2 separate regions of the Mus musculus genome follow, and region 1 is linked to region 2. The links are chromatin contacts, called in public Hi-C maps. All regions are on one chromosome and are shown on one strand. The core of a region is the stretch at or near the end of the contact, and the rest is flanking DNA. Distances in the headings are between cores, read along the strand shown. Region 1 overlaps Sesn1 (sestrin 1). Region 2 holds the start of Zbtb24 (zinc finger and BTB domain containing 24).

The links. Hi-C and Micro-C count contacts between places; a contact is called where the count stands out from the background.
Region 1: a Hi-C map of CD4 T cells shows a contact between it and region 2, with 2.8 times the contacts expected there. The contact joins the enhancer-like site here to the promoter of Zbtb24 in region 2. A contact is called at or near these places in 1 of 484 Hi-C or Micro-C datasets (CD4 T cells), 2 of 115 datasets of contacts at active chromatin or transcription factors (effector CD8 T cells and memory CD8 T cells) and 2 of 9 other capture datasets (adipose tissue and liver).

The regions. Positions count from the first base shown.
Region 1 is chr10:41,879,550-41,882,249 of GRCm38.p6, forward strand. The region is part of intron 1 of Sesn1 (sestrin 1); the gene reads left to right. Among named protein-coding and RNA genes, the nearest start is that of Sesn1, 70 kb to the left of the region's middle. Within about 2 kb of position 1,407, at least 47 of the 459 cell types and tissues checked have an H3K27ac peak or open chromatin away from gene starts, as enhancers often do. A contact at or near this core is called in adipose tissue and effector CD8 T cells, where this site is marked.
Region 2 is chr10:41,449,049-41,451,748 of GRCm38.p6, forward strand. It overlaps Zbtb24 (zinc finger and BTB domain containing 24), which reads left to right and starts at 1,310. Exons shown (of 7, transcript NM_153398.3): 1 at 1,310-1,482; 2 at 2,041-2,700. The coding sequence starts at 2,072.

The DNA.
Region 1 (2,700 bases), core at 157-2,656, 430 kb after region 2:
GCTGGTGTTGTAAATGTTTACGCTCTCCCCATCCTTTGATACATTATCAAAGAAAAATAACACATGCATTCTGGTTTGGTTTGTTTTTTTTTTTTTTTTTTACTGCAGTCTGCACTATTATTAGCAAACCTGTGTTTTAACAAGTCTGACAAATTTAGAAAATAATGGATGATCACAGCAAGTCAAGCCAGTCTACTTACAATATTGCGATTTAGGGAACCAAAACTAGCAATTGTCAGGGTGGGTGTTGGAGTAGGTAGGGGCTTAGGGTTTCAAACATGCCAGGCATGTGCTCTCCAACCAGCCATGGCCCAGCAAAGGATTTACAGTGAGTGCCAAAAGGGACTCAGGCCAGTGAATGGCTCAGCCTGGTTTGACTCCATCATAATCACCACCCTTCTACCTCCCCACCCCTTTCACCTCCCCACCCCCTCAGCCTCCTTCTACCTCCCCCCACCCACACTACACTACCATCCATCTTCCATGGACAGGTAGCAGGCAGAGAACAAAATTAGCCTCTGATCTTCACACCCACTCCAAGGCACATGTGCCCACAACAGACATCATGCACATGCATGTAAATACATACATACATACAAAATAAATTAAAGAGAAAATTAAGCGTAGCCCTTGGAAATTTTCACAGGAAATACTGGAAATTGCTTTAGAATGCTTTCTGAATTCAGCAAGACAAAGCAAAGTGAAAGAAACCTAACCTTTGTTTGTTCCTGCCTGTATTGTAAATTAGCCTTCAGAGTAAGGGAGTGCTGAGACCTGAAAAAACTGTACATGACAGTGACACCAGCAACACTCTGGAAACGTCTCCAGAATCCTCAGGAAACGTGTCCAAGGCGGCTGTGGCCTGCCAAGGAGGAAAAACAGGACCTGGGCCGCCTTCAGTTTGAAGGCCATGTTTGTGTCTGGCTGATCTAACCATTGTTATACTCTTGGAGGTGCTCTGCTGCCTTTCAGTATTCAAGTTTCCCATGAATGTTGGAAATTGTTAGGTCATTTAAAAAGAATTTCTTATAAAGATTCCAACTCTTATTTCCAACCTGTACAAAGAAAGTTTTCCACAAATTCTATATTTTTATTTAAATGCATTAATGGCAATTTTAGTATATATCCTATTTAATATATATTCTATGTGTCATATGAAGATGAAAGAAATAAATGATTGGTATGATATTAATATATTTTTTCAAGAGTTGATGAAGAGATTTTTATCAGTTACTTTTAACCTGGGACAGTGTATCCTGCTTTATAAGTTGTTGTGTTCTGCTCTGACATCTGACACTATATAATTTAAAAGAAAAAAAATTGAAGGTTGCACCCCATTGGTATCTGGAGCAGTTGAAGTCTTCGTGTTTGTCTGCTTTGTGATTGGCTGATGTGTTGCTAGGCATGTGTTTTGTTCTTAGAGAAAGTTAAAAAGTTGAGGGTGACCCATTTGAAGTGCACCCTGTGGCTTTGCCTGCCCTGCCCTCTCCTTCCCTCCCCTCCCCCATCTGCTGAAGTTTAGAATTGTTTTTTAACCCATCATTTTGTAAAGTTAGCATACAGTATCTTAACATTTTTTTAAGTTCTAATTGTGTCTGGTGCACAGACTAAAATACAGATTTCATTTTTAATCTCTTTTGGAGTGAGTTTTTAAATTTAGGTATAAATGAAGTAATAGCTCCAAAAGCTATTTTTTAAATTACACAATATCTATATATTCATAGTCTAAGACATCTTTTCTACTTGCTTATGTCATGTATTTAGTGTCTTGAGCTACCTTTGACTTGTATCAGCATGTCCCCTCAAAACCTTTGGTAACGTCTAGAGTCGTAGAAGACCAACAGTCAATCCCCACACTCGCCTCTCCTGGACCTCCTAATAGTTCCAATCTGATCCATTCCCTTTTAATTTGATGATGCTGAGAAGTGACTGTCTGCTGACTGAATGATGCTATTTAACTTCATCTCAATAGAGCCACCTCCCTATCACTTCACCCTAACTGGCCCTGTGGATAGTTAAAGCCAAGCTGGGTTACACAATGTTCCACACGTCTTGTCAGACAATGGTCTGTACACAGCCAGTGTCTGACTTGCATGTGCCGGCCTGACTTAACAAGTGAGTTATACATGCTGCTCGGCAACCTTGTCTTGCCAGTGCAAGAAAGAAATCAAAGCGGCCTGGAAGTATCTGTAGCTTCCCAAGGAGGAGGGAGAGGCTAAAAACAGCTAACCCTGGAACAAGCTGAGCTGCCCTGCCTCTGAGGACTTATGCAGCCCCCAAGTCTCCATATCTTTAACAAAACTATATTGAACTGGTTGTCAAGCCCACACTGAGCCAATACTTTAATTGACACGCCACTTTAAAGTCTACATGCTCTCGCTGCTGGTGGGCGCACACAAAGGCACCTGGGAGGCAGCAGCTCAAGCCCTCAGAGCTTAATGATGTGCATCTCTAAGAGACAAACGAGATAGAGATAATGCACTGTCACTCACGGTGAGTACTGTGAGCTAGCTTAGGCCCTAAGACCTTTCTCTTACCAGAGAGGAATACAAGTACTGTGAGGCACAGTTACTAGGTCAGGTGGGCAAAGTAAGATAGCCCTGATGATCTGGAGGTCACAGAGATCTGAGAAGAAATACTAGGTGGAGTAACAGGGAGAGAGGCTCTGAGACAAAGACTCCCACACCCACACCCTCCCTC
Region 2 (2,700 bases), core at 60-2,559:
CATTGTTTTTACTGCAATTCTTTCAGCAGAAAACCAAACAAAAACCTATGTGAAAGCAAAGTTGAAAGACTGACCCTTGTTCTTTCTGTCTTTTTATCATTATTATCATTATCATTATTATTATTATTTTCCTCTCGGTGCTGAGGGCAGAATCCAGAACCCAGTGCTCTATCACTGAACAAAATCCCCAATCCCACAACCACCCTTGTTCCTTCTGGAGTGCAGAAGTCAAGCAAAGCTCTCCTGGCATCCCACTCGGACGCCCACATATCTGACCGATTTCGAGGGAGCTCTGGATAGAGTGCACTAGATAACTCTGTAAAGATAAGGGGGAAACCACAGAGCTCATACCTGTGTGGTATGAGCTGCTTTTGTGAGACCCCAACTTAGAGCGTTTCTCCCTGGAAGGTAAAGCCCCTAGACGTTCCCCAAGCTTGTTTTCCCTGATCTCTAATGCGGAGACACTTAGGGAGACACTTCGTCCTCAGCTAGCTGATAATAAAACCTCTTGCAGTTTGCATCAGGTGTGGTTTTCTCTCGGGACACTGGGGTGCTGGCCAGCTCATCCCGGGACTTGAGCGGAGGCCCAGCTTTGGGGGTCTTACACTTTTAATAAAAACTAGTAAGAAAGAAAGAGTCCGGCTGGTAATTCCATCTTTAGTTTCCAAATTGTGGGCAATATAGATGGCAAATTTATAATCTGGAAGTGGACAAAGTAGAGATAATTAGGTACACGCGATGCATAAACGCTGAGCGGAAGCTGCTGGCACAGTTGGAGTAGGTCCGGAACGAATCTGAGCGGGACTTAGGAGCATTGGTCCGGAACACAGAGCCACAGCAGATCCTACCCAGGTTTTTATTTAGAGAACTCTCCCATACCCATAGGTCTCAGAGGGAGCGACACTGTCCTGAGACAACTGAAACCCTCAATAGTCTCTCAGAAGTGCCATAAATCTAAATAAAAACAGCGGTCGTTTCGGTCTTTTTAGCCAAGCCAAGCACTTACTAAGCTCATTCTAACCGTACCAGGTAGGTTAACACCTCCATTTTATGGATAAACACAGAGCTGAGGATGAGTAACTTGGGAAGGAAAGCGAGGAAGAGGATTCATTCAGGAGGTAAATATCTGCTGATTGAAGCCACCGCCGTCTTTATGCTCAGCATCTAATCAGCGGATGTGGTGTCTACTGAGGTCTAAAGGAAACTCAGCGGGGTAACTGGAGGTAAATTTCCGCAGATTGGCAGGTTTCCGCACCAGACCCTCCCTTTCCGGATTCCACAGCAAAGCCCGCCCTCGGGGCGGGGCTCCGGGGTCACGTGATGCTACGGCCCTTGTGCGCGCTTCCGGGTTGACAGACGCCGGGAGTCCGGAGCTACAGCGTAGTGGTGGCGGGGGCGGGGACCGGCGACAGGCCCGGTTAGTGCCCTCTGGGCAGCCGGGTGGGCTGACCGTAGCAAGTCCCTGCGGGGCGGCCCTGACAGGTAGGTCCGCGGCCGGTTGGTTCGGCCCGGGGCCTTGGGCCGCGGAACGTCCGCGGGACTCAGGCCCCAGGCCTGGGACGGAGCTCCGGGCGCCGCTGCTCAGAGCGGGGCCTCTGAATCCGCGCGTTATTTCACCGTAGATCTCCCTTGCGTGGGTTCGTTCCCATATTTCTCATATATGTTCCTATAGTCGAAACAGCTATTCCGTGTGTAGCATCGAGGCAGCACACCCCCAACTCCAACTTTGTGCCGCCACACTTTGAAAGTTTAATTACAAAGTTAACGGACCGGAGGGCCGTACAGACTTTTGAACCCGTTCTCTAATTTCCAGAGGAAATTCCCCACCGTAAGAGGTTATGTGGGTACTGGAGAGGCATCCAGCAGGGTAGCCGCAACAAGGGGAGGAACCCAAGGCTTGGCTTTCCAAGTAGAGTGTAGAAGGTGATAATGTAAAAAAAAAAAAAAAAAAAAAAAAAAAACTGGGTTGTGACAGCTGGAACACGAACAGTCTAGTTAGGCAATACTTCTTCCTAAATAAACATTGATTTTTTATTTCAGATTTAAGCCTCTTCAGAGTCTTCTGGAGAAAATGGCAGACACAACCCCGGAGCCTTGTGGGCAGCTTATGGTACACTCAGACACTCACAGTGACACTGTGCTGGCCAGTCTGGAGGATCAAAGGAAGAAGGGCTTTCTTTGTGATATTACTTTAATCGTGGAGAATGTGCATTTCCGAGCCCATAAAGCCTTGCTGGCCGCCAGTAGCGAGTATTTCTCAATGATGTTTGCGGAAGAGGGCGAGATTGGCCAGTCTATCTACATGCTGGAAGGCATGGTTGCAGACACCTTTGGCATCCTGCTGGAATTTATCTATACAGGTTATCTACATGCCAGTGAGAAAACGACAGAGCAGATCCTGGCTACTGCTCAGTTCTTAAAAGTCTATGACCTGGTAAAGGCATACGCAGACTTCCAGGATAACCATAGCGCCCCAAAGCCACCAGCTTTGAACTGCACTGGGACGCCAGTGGTGGTTATTTCCAATAAGAAGAACGATCCTCTGAAACGGAAACGGGGAAGACCAAGAAAAGCCAATGGTTTGCAGGAAGGGAGATCAGAACTGGCTGCAGAGGGAGAGCTGCAGCTGAGAGTGAACAATTCAGTTCAGAATAGACAAAACTTTGTGTTTAAAGAAGAAGACAGTGTCAAGCTGAGTGA